Linked DNA regions of Mus musculus: region 1 is linked to region 2. Evidence: chromatin contacts called from public HiChIP or PLAC-seq data. All regions are on one chromosome and are shown on one strand. Each heading gives the region's core, a stretch centred on a gene start, on an enhancer-like site or on the middle of the called end of the contact. The rest is flanking DNA. Distances are from core to core; before and after follow the strand shown.

Region 1 (6,958 bases), core at 3,601-6,100, 390 kb after region 2:
TTCTTTGCTATTCTTGAGAGATGCATTTTGTTTGTTTGTTAGTTTGTTTCTTTGTTTGAGACAAGGTGGCCCAACTGGCCTGGAACTCTAAATCTTTTTTGCTTCAGTGTCCCCAGAACTGTAATTACATGTAAGGACCATCACACATCTGAGAGATGCCCCTAACTTAGTTATCAGAAAAGCTCCAAGCAGAAAGAACTGCTGCAACAAGGCCTCAAGGGAGGTGAGGGACTCCAACAGGAACAGCAGGGTTGGGAAGAGACTAACAAGTCATGTGTGGTGGTGGTTACCTGTAATCCTAACACTGGGGAGGCAGAGGCAGGAGAATTGAGTTAGAGGCCAGCAAGAAGTACATAGCAAGATCTTGTCTTAAAGATTTGAGGGAAGAAAAAAGGAAAAGTCAGGTGGTGGTGGCACTGTGCCTTTAATCCTAGCACTCAGGCAGGCAGATTTCTGAGTTCAAGCCAGCCTGGTCTACAGAGTGAGTTCAAGGACAGCCAGGGCTGTTACAGAGAGAAACCCTGTCTCAGAAAACAAAAATAAAACAAAATAAGAGAAAAAAAAAGGAAAAGAAGAACAAATAAGATGCTAGAGCTTGGGTGCATTATCCGGTACTACAAAACTCAGTGATAGAGCCCTTGCCTAGAACCCCCTCAGGGAGGGTCTGGGGGTGTGACTCAGTGGTAGAGCCCCTGCCTAGAATCCCCCAGTGAGGGGCTGGGGGCGTGGCTCAGTGGTAGAGCTCTTGCTAACATGCACAAGGCCCTGGGTTCAATCTTCAACAAAATCAAAAGATGGAAAAGAAGAAAGGAAGGGAGGGAGGGAGGGAGGGAGGGAGGGAGGGAGGGAGGGAGGGAGGGAGGAAGGAAGGAAGGAAGGAAGGAAGGAAGGAAGGAAGGAAGGAAGGAAAGAAGGGAGGAAGGAAATTAAGTAGAGCCAGGAAAGTAAAGGAGAGACAGGGATACTCTGCTATGCCAGCCTTAGTTAGTCTCGCTTTTTCCCTGGCCTTCTCTTTTCTGCCCATCTTCCCTCCCCCACCTCAGTCTCAGAGCAAGTCCTTTCTGTTTGTAGGGCTAACAGGTTCATATCAGTTGCTCACCTTGAAGTAGCGCCCCTGGAAGCTGGTGCACCCACACTGGGATGAAGGGACACACTCAGAACCACTGAGGATGAAGCCAGGGTCACACTCGCAGCCTTCCACACACTTGTCTGAGCAGTGCTGGGTAGTAGATATAGGATGGCAGGTTTCCGGGCATGGTTTGGCACATAGTGAGTACCTGCTATTTTTAGGGCAGACCAAAGCTGTGGAGAGAGAAGCTTCGGTAAGGAAACAGGCAAGGATGTGGTGCTGCAAGCCTATAATTCCAGGACGCAGGAGGCTGTGGTATGAGGATTGAGAGTTCCAGGCTAGCCTGGGCTGCATAGTAAGAACCTGTCTCAGAAAATCATTTTAAAAGGTGATTAATGAGACCAAGGTACAAAAGAAAAGAACATGTAGGGGGGGGAAGGTCCCAGCTAGAGATGCTGTGACCCATATTGAGAGATATAGCTTTGAGAAGAGGAGCCAAGGAGTAAGGCTGACTATAAAGGCTGCTGCTAGAAGCTAAAACAGCTGCCCACCGTCTGAAGATGTAGCTCAGTTGGTAGAGTGTTTGTCTAGCATGCATGAAATCCCGGGTTCTATCCCTGGTGCCACATAAACTAGTTGTGGTGGCACATGCCTGTTATCCAAGTAGGGAGGATGTAGAGGCAGGAGGATCGAGACTTTAGTATTGTCTTAAGCTCTGTGGTGAGTTCAAGACTAGTGGTGAGTTCAAGACTAGCCTGGGCTAAAAAAAAAAAAAAAAAAAAAAAAAAAAAAAAAAAAAAAGCAAAGCAAAAAGCAAACCAAACAAGAACAGCTGCCTAAACCAAGCCCATCGCTTGGTGGCTACCAAGGCCCTCCATGCTTGAAGGCAGATAGCTACCAATTAGAAGATATACCGGCTTTGATATGTAGACATTCTCAGGAAGCAAGGCCATCAACAGCTTGATCCTGGGCGTGGGTGTCTGCTAATGCAGCTACCTCAGAGGACTGGGGAGGTCTGTACCAGAGCTTCAGCTCAGACACAAACAGTCTACTCTGAATGCAGTGTGGATTTGGTGGACCACATAAATACACTGTCTCCCTCCCTACAGAACCCCTGACTTGTCTTCCTCTTCCTCCTCCCCTTCTGCCTCTTCCTCTTCATCCTTTTCCTCTACTTGCTCCTCCTGTCCTACTTCTTCTCCCCTTCCTTCTCCTCCTGCCTCCCCCCAACCCCTCCAGTGCTGAGGACTGAATCCAGGGCCTTGGGCACATTAGTAAAGTGCTCTCCATTTGAGCCACACCCCAACTCCTCACTGACAGATTCTAGGCAAGAGCCTTATTACTAAGCCCCCAGGTTATGGATTCTCGGCACACGCTCTCCTGCTGAGCTACCTGTCAAGCCCTGTTATTTGTTTGTTTGTTTGTTTGTTTGTTTGGAAAAGAAGCCTCCCTGAATTGCTCAGCCTGGTCTTGAACGTGAGACCAAGCAACTGAGGGATACATCCAGCTCTACTCACTGCCCTGTCCTCTTATGGAAGCAAAATGGGGGTTCAACAGGGTATACCCTGACTGGATCTGTAGGAAGTGTTGCCAGATCTTCCCACATGCTTTGGGTCCCAACTCACGGCAGAACTGGGGTTCCCTCCAGGGCTTCACAGGATAGCCGGCATCCTGGCAGGTGGCCGTCATGGCTGACATGTGAGCACAGAGCTTCTGCTGGAGACCTTGGAAGCTACACATGTCAGTCACACAGTTATCCAGGAAGGATGAGGCCTTCAGGTGGAGCAGGCATGCCCTGGGGAGAGAAGCTGAATCAGATGGCAGGAGAGGGCAGAGCCTCTATGCTCCACCTCAGAGAAACGCCAGTACCTAGCAAACCCTTGCAACCCATCTGCTTCCCTCCATACTCAAAGGGTCCACTTGGGTTGACAAGCTGTCCACATAACTTGGGTCCCGACATAGTGCTCCCCAAAGCAGCGTCACAAGATGGGGGATTCTTCTTCTTCTGACACCTGGAAGAGACCCAACTGAAGAAGACAGTAAAGCTGGAAGAGCCCAAAAGAGGTGGAAAAGCTGGAGTCTCCAGGTAAGGAAAAAGAAAAGGGCAATGCTGGTCAGTTTATATTTTGTTCTTTTTGAGACGATATCACTACATTAGCCAGGCGTGGTCCCAAGTCTCCTATACTCCTGGAAACCTAAAGATCACAGGCAAGACTTTACCCCTTGTAACTTTTGTTTCATTTTTTTTTTTTAACATTGCTGGGATCAATACAGGATCTGGTGCATACTAGTTAAGGGTTCCACTAAAGAGCCACGCCCCCAGCCCGTCCCTGGGGGATTCTAGGCAGGGGCTCTACCACTGAGCCACGCCCCCAGCCCCTCCCTGGGGGATTCTAGGCAGAGGCTCTACCACTGAGCCACGCCCCCAGCCCCTCCCTGGGGGATTCTAGGCAGGTGCTCTACCACTGAGCCACACCCACAGCCCCTCACTGGGGGATTCTAGGCAGGGGCTCTACCACTGAGCCACGCCCCCAGCCCCTCCCTGGGGGATTCTAGGCAGGTGCTCTACCACTGAGCCACACCCACAGCCCCTTACTGGGGGATTCTAGGCAGGTGTTCTACCACTGAGCCACGCCCCCAGCCCCTCACTGGAGGATTCTAGGCAGGGGCTCTACCACTGAGCCACGCCCCCCAGCCCCTCACTGGGGGATTCTAGGCAGGTGCTCTATCACTGAGCCACGCCCCCAGCTCCTCCCTGGGGGATTCTAGGCTCTACCACTGAGCTGTATCCTCAGCTCTTGGATTTTAGAAATCAGATCTTGATGTCTGCAGATCCAGACATCCCTGCATCTTCTGGAATGACAGACAGGAACAACTAAGCCCAGCACTGGTAGATCTGAAAATGGGCAAAAGTCGAGGAAGAGTAGTCCCAGCCCACAGTGGGGACCCTCACTCACTCCTTGTCCTCATCCTCTTCCACCTGCCAGCTCAGCCTCAGCTCCTCCTCATCGTGTGTCATCATGCCATCTGACTTCAGGTTGTCGTTGCTGCTGTCCCCGTCATAGTTCCCACAGAAACCACAGAGTTTGCCCGAGAAGGTACTGTGGGTCCAGGAGAGGGGTGAGTCATGACTGAGGAAAAGGGTCTCAGTCATCAGAGACCACAGCAAGAGGACAGTGAGCTGTGCGCCCTGAGGGTAAGAGCCAGGAATGCATTGAGAACATCTACTCTTAAGAGTCTGTGATAGGCTTCAGATATGTAAGACCCCCACTCAGCCTCAGCCTGAGCCATCTGTACAGGGTCTCCTCTGTTCTTTCTGCTTAACAACTCTACTCTCTCTTGGGTTTAAATCTCTCTCCTCTCTCTCTCTCTCTCTCTCTCTCTCTCTCTCTCTCTCCCTCCCTCCCTCTCTCTCAGTGTGTGTGTGTGTGTGTGCTCTCTCTCTCTCTTCCTCTCTCTCTCTCTCTCTCTCTCTCTCTCTCTCTCTCTCTCTCTCTCTGTGTGTGTGTGTGTGTGTCTGTATGTGTGTGTCTGTATGTGCCTGTGTGTTCCAGGGGTGGAATTAGCTCTTTACCAGCTGAGCCACCTCCCTTGTCATCTTTGTCCACCCATCTGGGGAGCCACTATTCCCTGAAGAATGATATCTTCTCTTCTGACAGCTCTTGAGCGTCCCCGAGTGACTCTTTATAACACATTCCCAAGGCCCTGTGTACATATCTGCTATTACCCCACTGCCCTCACTCCACTTCCTACTGTTTCCCTTCTGCCACTTGGGTGAGATGCAGCCTAGCTTTAAGGACACGTGTAAATGATTAACCACAAGTAACTGAAATGCCTGGGGTGAGGCCGAGGGTGTGGAGGGTTCTGGCTGCCTGACTAGGCCGTCTCCCTTACCTGGACACAGTCACAAAAAGCTGCTGGTCACCATCCCATCTCACACGCAAACCAAATGTTGTCCTCAGCTCCACAAATCTCCCACTCAGACCCACATAGGTGTCATCAGAAAGTATGGCTGGGAGGGTGACTTCCTGATCCCCAATCTGGGAGAGAGGAGACAGAGAGACTGATGTGGGGGGGGTGTCAAGTAGGACCATAAAACTCTAACACCTCATCCAAGGCCAGAGCACATCACCACTCCACGGCATCCCTCCAACTTCTCTCCTCTAGACTGGCTTGAAGCATCATCATTTTGCTTAGTCCCAACCCTAACAGAGTCTCCAGGCTGACCATGGCCTGGCCTGGTGGAGTGAGCAAAGGATAGAACTAACTCACCAATGTGTGTCTGCCACTGATCATGGTAACGGTAGTCTCTGGCAGAGAGATGACAACTTTGTCCAGGCAGGATACACCTTCTACTCCACGTTCTTCGGTGTTTGCTGTTATCCTAAAGAAGTGGTCTAGATGGAGAGAGAGCAGTGCTGAGGGGCTAAGTCACAACCAACTATTTGCTTGGTTGGTTGGTTGGTGATTTGATTGTTTGGTTGGTTGTTAGTTGTTTGTTTGTTTGTTTGTTTGGTTGGTTGGTTGGCTGGTTGATTTCAGACAGGGTCTCATTATATCTAAGGCTAGCTTCAAACTTTTTCACATTGCTGAGTATGACCTTAAACTCTGGGGATACCACCTCCTCCTCTCCAGTGCTCAGATTATAGATATTTGCTACCATGTCCAGCTTAGGTGGCTCTGGGGGTGGAAGCCAGGGCTTTGTCTAAACTGGCACTTAAGCAACAGAGCTACATCCCCAGTCCCTGTTGGATTTGGGACAGTCTTACTATGTATGCCAAGCTAAAACTCAAAATCTTCTTGCCTCCACCTCCAGAATGCTGGGATTAAAAGCATGTACCACCCATTCTCTGCTTTCTGAGACCCTAGTTGTGGTGGCGGTGTCCAACTTGGCACTACAGGGTAGAGGGCTCAGGATATATCTCTGAGACAGTAAAGGACTCAGAATCCAAATGGAAAGGGCCATGCCATGATTGTCTCCTTTCAAGATTGCCTGTCTCCCCTCAATGGACTGGGACATCTTCAGGAAATCATGTTCATTTGTGACTCCGTCTCACCCTTTTTGTGAGACAAGGCTCCCAAGTAGCCCAGGCTAGCCTCAGACTCTCTGTAACTGAGATGACTTTGTAGTGCTGACCTTCCTGCCTCCAGCTGCCCAGTGCTGAGAGGAGAGGTGAGTACTCCAAGTGGTTAATGAGGCTCTAGGACTGGAAAGCAGGACCTCTACTAACTGACCCACATCCCCAAAACAAGAGTCCCTTTTACAGTCATTGTCTCTTTCCCAGGGGAAGCATCCACAGCAGCAGGGCACTTCAGCTGTTTCTCCAGGACTGTGGGCCTGAAAGCACTCCCACTGTGTGTGCATATCCCAACTGCTCTTTAACAGAGGACCTTGCCCAATACAGCCCCTTTCTGCCATCTATCACCAATTCTGTTCAACCGCAAACTAAGTCACCATGCCAGACACCTCTATAATATCAGCACACACAACCCCAGCCAAGCTCTGGCTCAAATCTCCTACCTGTGGAGTTGCTGCAGGTTTGTGTCAAGATGTAGGTACATGTCCCTGTGAAGCCAATGTGCCTCTCATCAAAGGTGACAAAATGAAGGTCCCCATAGACCAGGCAAGTGGCTTTACCTGCCAGGGAAGGGGAACACAGGTACCGGAAGCTGTTTCCAGTGTCGCACTTGGCTGAACCCTACACCCCAACTCTGCTACTCAGATATATTCTCAGCTCCACTGCCCAAGGGAGATCAGAGACTACAGGTCTCACCCACTCTGACAGAGAGTAATTTAGAAAGACAAGAGGGGTGACTTTCTGAAATCAGAACAGAACACGTGCAAATGTTGCTCTCTGTCCTGATGTCCTCTTCCTCCTCTTTCTCCTC
Region 2 (7,288 bases), core at 3,503-6,002:
TAGCCTAGGGTACTTAATGGTAACCTGTTAAAAAGAAAAGTTTGGAAACAGGTCAGGTCTCCTTGATGGATGTGGTCTTTAGAGAATATTTTTATCATGGAGGGCTTTCCCACATTCATGTTCATTGCCTGTCCATGGGTAGATAAACAATCTCACTGTGTGAAATTCATAAAAAAAATAATAAAAAATGGTGGGAGTGACAGCAGGGACAGACCTCATTAGTTTTTCATCTCTAAAGAAATAGAGAAAAGAAGGAAAAGTTTGAAAAGCCAAGGAAAGGAGGCCATGCAGAAGTCAAAGAGGGCAGGCAGGCTGCCCGCTGGGGGGTCGCTGCGGGGTCGCTGAGGTCCCTCACTGTCTTTATCTTGACTGTATCTGAGAATAACCAAGAACCCACTAAGTGGGGCAGCGCCTTGCTTGATTCTCCTCTGCAGTGAGCGGACCGTTTGAAGAATCCTTTTTTCTTGAGCTTTCTCAGCATGTAAGGCCATTTTTGAACTGTATATTGGAGAATTAGGGCTCACGAGTCTTGCTTTTTTTAAGCTTTGTGTGTGTGTGTGTGTGTGTGTGTGTGTGTGTGTGTGTGTAGAGTTCCTTGTAAGTTTTTAAAAGAAAAATCTCTTATTATAAATGGGTCACTATTCAGCCATCAGCCCGAGGCCTAGAAATGCTCACATTTTCAGGGCAGAAGATTGTATCCGGGTCTGAGTGTCCTTGAATTCTTAGATGGTTGTCTTCACCACCCCAGCTACCCACCAGTGAACCCAAAGGGAATTTGTACAAGAGAGTGACGCAGGATGGAAACCAGTGCCAGGTGACAGTTGTTCTCTTCCTCTTCTACATTTATTTACTTTGTGTGCATGTGTGTGTGTGTGTGTGTGTGTGTGTGTGTGTGTGTGTGTGTGTGTGTGTGTGAGAGAGAGAGAGAGAGAGAGAGATGTGTGATGTGTGTTCATGCATGCAGATATGAATGTGCTATGGTTCACATATGGAGGTCAGAAGATGATTTTCAGGAATTAGTGTTCTCTCCACCTGTGCCAGTCATGGAAATGGAACTCATGTTTGGCAGTAAATGCCTTTCCCCATTGAGCCCTCTTGCCTGCCCTCAGCTGAACTTTGGGCTGCAACCTCACTATAGACCTCTCTTGCTTGAATCTCTAGGCTAGGCTAACCCAGTGGTGTCTATGCTTTTATTTTTTGCCCTTTTTATTTTATCATTTGTTTGTTTTTTCTATTATGTGCTGGGGAGGGATTGAGCCCAGGGCCTTAACCATGTTATGCAAATATTCTATCACTGAGCCACGCCCCCAGCCCCTCACTGGAGGATTCTAGGCAGGGGCTCTACCACTGAGCCACGCCCCCAGCCCCTCCCTGGAGGATTCTAGGCAGGGGCTCTACCACTGAGCCACATCCCCAGCCCCTCTCTGGGGGATTCTAGGCAGGGGCTCTACCACTGAGCCACGCCCCCAGCCCCTCCCTGGGGGGATTCTAGGCAGGGGCTCTACCACTGAGCCACGCCCCCAGCCCCTCCCTGGGGGATTCTAGGCAGGTGCTCTACCACTGAGCCACGCCCCCGGCCCCTCCCTGGGGGATTCTAGGCAGGGGCTCTACCACTGAGCCATGCTCCCAGCCTCCTCACTGGCCATATTTTACCTACCACCAAGACACTGCTATAGCCCCTTACTGGCTGATTCTATTCTGCCTAGAGAACTCTTGCTTAGAGTGCTTGATGCTCTTAAGTAATCTCCCAAGCCCCAAACTAGAGGTTTGGGGAAAAAAAAAAAAAAAGACTTTCCAGGAAGGCCTTTAAAGGTAGCTATAGAAAGTGTATATGCAACAAAAAAGCCTCATTTCCTGGGCACCATCCATGTCTAGATGGAGCTGAGCACATGAAAGCAACCATTGTTACAGGCCTGAAAAGCACAGCCTAATTGGAGTCGTGTAGAAAGTGATCCCATCAGCCAGGTTCACAAGAGAAGGAGGTGCAACCTGGCCTGGAGCTGGAGAAATGGAGACTAGGGATAAAGAGGGGTGGGTAAGGGAACCCGATGGAGGGAAGGGGATGATAGAGGAATAGATGTGAGAATCCAGAGGTAGACAGCAATTAATTAGGCCCTCGGGTGTGTGGGGGGGGAGGTGTTTGCTGGATCTGGATCTGTCTCTCCCCCACCCCCACCCCTTGCCTCTTCCTCCTCCTCTTCCTCCTCCTCTTCCTCCTTGTTTTTACACATCCCGGTCTCATCTTTTTTTTTTTTTTTTTTTTTTTTTGGTTTTTCGAGACAGGGTTTCTCTTGTATAGCTCTGGCTGTCCTGGATCTCACTTTGTAGACCAGGCTGGCCTCGAACTCAGAAATACACCTGCCTCTGCCGCCCAAGTGCTGGGATTAAAGGCGTGCGCCACCACCGCCCGGCTCCTGATCTCATCTTGAACTCACTATGTAGCAGAGAATGAGTTTGAGCTCTTTGATCTTCCTGCCTCTATCCCAAATACTGGGCTTATAGGTGTGCACCACCAAGCCTGGCTCTCCTGCTTATGAGACACAATGTCACCGAGAAGGTCATTCTGGTATCCAACTCCCAACCTTCAACACGTTCTGGGTACAGGCACATTCCTCACTTTCTTCCTTCCCTTTCTCCCTGTCAACCCCCCACTGTCTCCTTTTTTCTTGCCGGGGTCTGTCTCTCTAGCTGGCCTGAAGTACCCTGTATAAACCAGGCTAGCTTTGAACTCACAGATAGATATCCACCTGCCTCTGTTTCTCAAGTGCTGGGATTAAAGTTGAGTACCCCCAATCCTACCTCCCACCCCAATCTCTCCTTCTTCCTTTTCCTCCTTCTGTCTTCCTGGAGGCAAGGTCATGTGTAGCCCAGGTTGGCCCAAGATGGTCTTGCATTTCCTACTCTTTGCCTCTATCTCCCAAGAGCTGGAATGACAGGCATGTGTCACCATGCCCGGTTTGACGAAGTGTCAAGGATTACTTATAGAGCTTCCTGCATGCTGGGCACCTTCCTCCAGCCGAGCCATGTCCGCATCCCATTCTTTTCCCTTTATAGGATGCCTTCTGGGAGAGAATCAAGCCCTGCACAACTTGTCCTGGAGACAGATTACAGTGCCATGGTGACTGTCTCATGGATTTTCCCACAGGCTTGGACCTGTGGATGTGGCTCGCCGGAATCCCTACCACTGCCAGAAATCTGCTGTTATTGCTTTTGTTTGTTCTGGAGACCAGTTTATACCTGAGGCCAAACTGACCTAGAACTGGTGACCCTCCTGCCTCTGCCTCCCAAGTGTTAGCTAGCATACAGGTGTGTCCCCACCACACCCGTTGTTCAGCAATGTTTTAAAATTTACATTTATTTTTGTTTGCCTGTTTTTCTGAGACAGGGTTTCTCTGTGTAGCCCTGGCTATCCTGGAATACAGTCTGTAGACGAGGCTGGCCTCAAACTCAGAGACCTGCCTGCCTCTGCCTCCCAAGTGCTGGGATTAAAGGCAAGGCTACCACCTCCAGCTTATTTACATTGTGTGTGTGTGTGTGTGTGTGTGTATGTGTGTCCCCATCATGTATGTATGCAAGTCAGAGGACAACCCCCATTGGTTCTTCCCTTCCATTGTGTGGTTTCTGGGAATCGAACTAAGGTCATCAATAGACTTTCTCAGTAAGTGCTTATTACCATCTGAGCCATCTTGCCTGCCCCTCACCTTTATTTCATTATTATTATCTGTGTGTGGGAGTGGGGGAGCATGTGCCATGTTTTGTGTGTGGAGGTCAGAGGACAGCTTTCAGGGACCGGTTCTCTCCTCCCATCATGCGGGATTCAGAGTGTTTGAACTCAGGTCATCGGTTTCCGGTGGCACGTGTTCTACCCACTGAGCCACTTTACCAGCCCACACTCCTGTTTTACTTCCTTGAGAAGACACAGAAGGCAACAAGCAACCAATTTTGTTTGCATATTCTCTATATTTAGTATTTTTTAAAAAACATATTTACCTGTTTATATATCAAAAGTGAAGACAAACAACAACAAAAAGGCATATGTAACCAACAAAATTCAAGACCATGTGACCCCACATTTGGGGCCCTATGGGTACACGGTGTGTGGCTGTCCAGTGCATAATGAAAAGAGAGGAAAAAAAAATCAGAGAGAAAGAGGGAGAGAGAGAAAAGCAAAAACACCAACATGATTATTTTTTTTCCGGTGGAGACATAACAGATGCAGAGTGGCCTGCTAGGAAATTACATTCACGGTACCTTCTTGTGCAGTTTTTCAGTAAATTGGTTTTCTGATCATACCTCCAGCTAGGAAGCTTTCAAAAAAGATTATCTAACTAAGGTGGTTGACCAGGAGCTGCTGTCTCTTTCATCCCCCCCCCGCCCCCCCACGTGTCCACTGCTCACATACAGCAGCCGGAAATGACACATTGAAGTGAGTCACCAGTGCAGCTCTGACTCACCCAGTAATTGGAGAAAGTTCTGTCCTGTTAGGTCACACAGCCCCTTTTCCCTCTCTGCTTCTGAATGCCTTGGAAAAATTTGAAACCACTTTGCCCTCTCTCAAATCTCTCTCTCTTCCATCTAATCTTTTTTCCCCCCTTCCTTTAACGTGGGTTGCCAAGCATCACCTTGGCAAGGTCCCTAAGGAAAAGAGCCACGGGGGGGGGGGGGGGGGGGGGGGAGGGAGGGAGGGACCGGGTAAGGGTGTGTTCGGCTGCCACTAGGCGGCAGTGTGAGCCCCATCACGAGGCTACCCAGAGGGGCAGGTTTGTGGAGTGATGCACCCCTGACATACAGGGATGCAGACCCCAAATGGGATGCCGTATGCCACGGTTTAAATAAGAAGCATTTTCCTTAAAAGTGCTTCTTCTCCCCAACAAACATACAAGAGCAAGAGATAAATATTCAATCACACCCCTGGAATCTCCCCAGGGCCCCCCCACTGGGAGACTGGGGACGAAGAGCCAGGCACACACACGTCCGACTTTTCTTACACCCTTTCCAAATGAAAAAAGTTTGTGGGTCGAAAAAAGCTGTGTAAACAAGTCACCTACACTCTGAAATAACATAAGCAAGCTGTGTCAAGGGAGGGAGCAGGGAGAAGGCTCGCTATTGGGCCACCATTTGATCTGTCTATCCGTTGCCCCTTGGAGGTGGGCAAGGTGGACATTTCCACAGTGGACCTTGAGATAGGACAGTGCTTTTTCCTTTGGCCCATGGCCACCCTCCACAGCAATGGCAGGCGATGCAAGAGGTGCCCACAGTGTGACTGGAACACAAACGATTTTGCTGAATGAAAGTGTTGTGCCCTCCACTCTGCTGGGGCCTCGGTGGGAACTGGGTCCAAAGGGCATGCTGGGCAGATCCAGGTACTGTGAGTTCTATGGTCCATGAGACCTTTGTGGGGTAGGAATCCCTAGGGAGGAGGGAGTTAGACTCTTTTCCCTTCAAGAGTCCGAGGTCTGGGATGCTGGTTGGAAAGATTACCAGTGTGGGGGGTAAGGAGGAGTTGCCTTCTCTTTCTCCCCATAGAGTCCTTTAAATAATCCTTTTCTTCAGAGTTTCTGCTTATAACATCTCCAGTTTCGTCCCAAATGAAGGCGTCTCTTCCCACTGTCAAGGCTCCATCACTTGGCCCATGAAGAGGATTGTCTCTGCGGGCAGAACAATCGTGCCAGTTGAGAATGGGGATCTAAGGAGGTGAGTGAGCTACCAGGAGTCACAGCTGCCCAGGGACTAAGTTAGGACTGGGGTCCTGGCACTGCGTGGGCTGTGACAGAGTGCTAGGGAAGGAATGGAACTGAGTGCCAGAATTTTTGCAGAGTCCCTAGGGGCTCAAGAAAACGTCTACGTGGTGGGCAGGTACATAATGATTTTTGAAAAACAGTGTGAGGACAGGAGGATGTTATAGGGGTCTGCTCACCTGTCGGGTTGTGCCGAACCACAAAGAGAAAGGATCGGTCTATAACCATCTCCGTGGGGGCCATGCGGGCTGAGATGACAAAGGCTGAAAGAAAAGGGACAATATGTTAGGTTTGGGGGATGTTATCATTGGAGTGATTCCCAAGAGATCTAGTGACACCAGTCTATCTGATATCAGCACTGGGGAATGATTTTTAGGTGGCTTAAAAGAAACTAGTAATGGGGTATGGAACCCAGAACCTCCTGCATGCCAGAGCAAGAGTGCTATGGCTGAGCCACCAGCCCCTCACTGGGGGATTCTAGGCAGGGGCTCTACCACTGAGCCACGCCCCCCAGCCCCTCACTGGGGGATTCTAAGCAGGGGCTCTACCACTGAGCCACGCCCCCCAGCCCCTCACTGGGGGATTTTAGATAAAGGTTCTACCATCAAGCTACATTTCCCAGTCCTTGGTTTTTCAGGACAGGGCCTCGCTTTTTTGAACCTGCATCCTTCTGCCTCAGCCTCCTGAGGCATGTGCCACTATGTTTGGCTTCCTTTCTTTGTACTCTGAATATTGGCCCTAAAGTTTCCAAACTTCCTCTGAGCCCCAGGATCCTATTAGTCACAAACATATTTAGGGCTCATGGCACATCCTTTAAGTTCACTCCCACTGTGATTACACCTCAGGCTTGTTTGGGGGGGTCCTTGTCACACACTGGCCCTTCAGGAGCCAGATGAGGCAGCAGGGTCCCAGGGGAAGTGAATCCGTTTTTTTCACACTGAGGAACGGGTTCGGGAAAGGATGACTACTGGGCTCACACTAGCTTTCCTGTGGGGTGATTGCCATCCCAGGAGGTGGGCGAACACAGGCAGAGAGCCACACTCACCTGTGGAGGAAGACGCCACTGTGCCGCTCTCGTTTACCTCGATCCTGACCTTTTGCAGTGCCTGTGCTACAGAGAGCTGCTCTTGGTCTGTAACAGAGCAGGACCCAAAAGACAGATTAGCCTCCACTCTATCCTCCGTGGGGAAACTCCGACCCACGGAAGCAAGAAAACGAGGGTGATCGTTTCTCACCGGAAAGACTTGTGAGCAGGACCCAAAAGACAGATTAGCCTCCACTCTATCCTCCGTGGGGAAACTCTGACCCACGGAAGCAAGAAAACGAGGGTGATCGTTTCTCACCGGAAAGACTTGTGAGCAGGACCCAAAAGACAGATTAGCCTCCACTCTATCCTCCGTGGGGAAACTCTGACCCACGGAAGCAAGAAAACGAGGGTGATCGTTTCTCACCGGAAAGACTTGTGAGCAGGACCCAAAAGACAGATTAGCCTCCACTCTATCCTTCGTGGGGAAACTCTGACCCAAAGAAGCAAGAAAACGAGGGTGATC

Evidence for each region. HiChIP or PLAC-seq counts read pairs in DNA pulled down with a chosen protein or histone mark.
Region 1: a contact with region 2 is called in a FOXA1 HiChIP or PLAC-seq map of pancreatic cancer cells. The contact joins two enhancer-like sites. A contact is called at or near these places in 2 of 39 promoter capture datasets (hematopoietic stem and progenitor cells and neutrophils), 1 of 115 datasets of contacts at active chromatin or transcription factors (pancreatic cancer cells) and 1 of 9 other capture datasets (liver).

The regions. Positions count from the first base shown.
Region 1 is chr5:137,451,226-137,458,183 of GRCm38.p6, forward strand. It overlaps Zan (zonadhesin), which reads right to left. Exons shown (of 88, transcript NM_011741.2): 17 at 6,591-6,707; 18 at 5,342-5,466; 19 at 4,964-5,109; 20 at 4,027-4,170; 21 at 2,977-3,096; 22 at 2,695-2,864; 23 at 1,100-1,302. Among named protein-coding and RNA genes, the nearest start is that of Zan, 22 kb to the right of the region's middle. Within about 2 kb of position 4,851, at least 51 of the 459 cell types and tissues checked have an H3K27ac peak or open chromatin away from gene starts, as enhancers often do. A contact at or near this core is called in pancreatic cancer cells, where this site is marked.
Region 2 is chr5:137,057,564-137,064,851 of GRCm38.p6, forward strand. Serpine1 (serine (or cysteine) peptidase inhibitor, clade E, member 1) reads right to left here. Exons shown (of 9, transcript NM_008871.2): 7 at 6,784-6,870; 8 at 5,918-6,001; 9 at 3,941-5,648. The coding sequence ends at 5,611. Among named protein-coding and RNA genes, the nearest start is that of Serpine1, 11 kb to the right of the region's middle. Within about 2 kb of position 4,753, at least 88 of the 459 cell types and tissues checked have an H3K27ac peak or open chromatin away from gene starts, as enhancers often do. A contact at or near this core is called in pancreatic cancer cells, where this site is marked.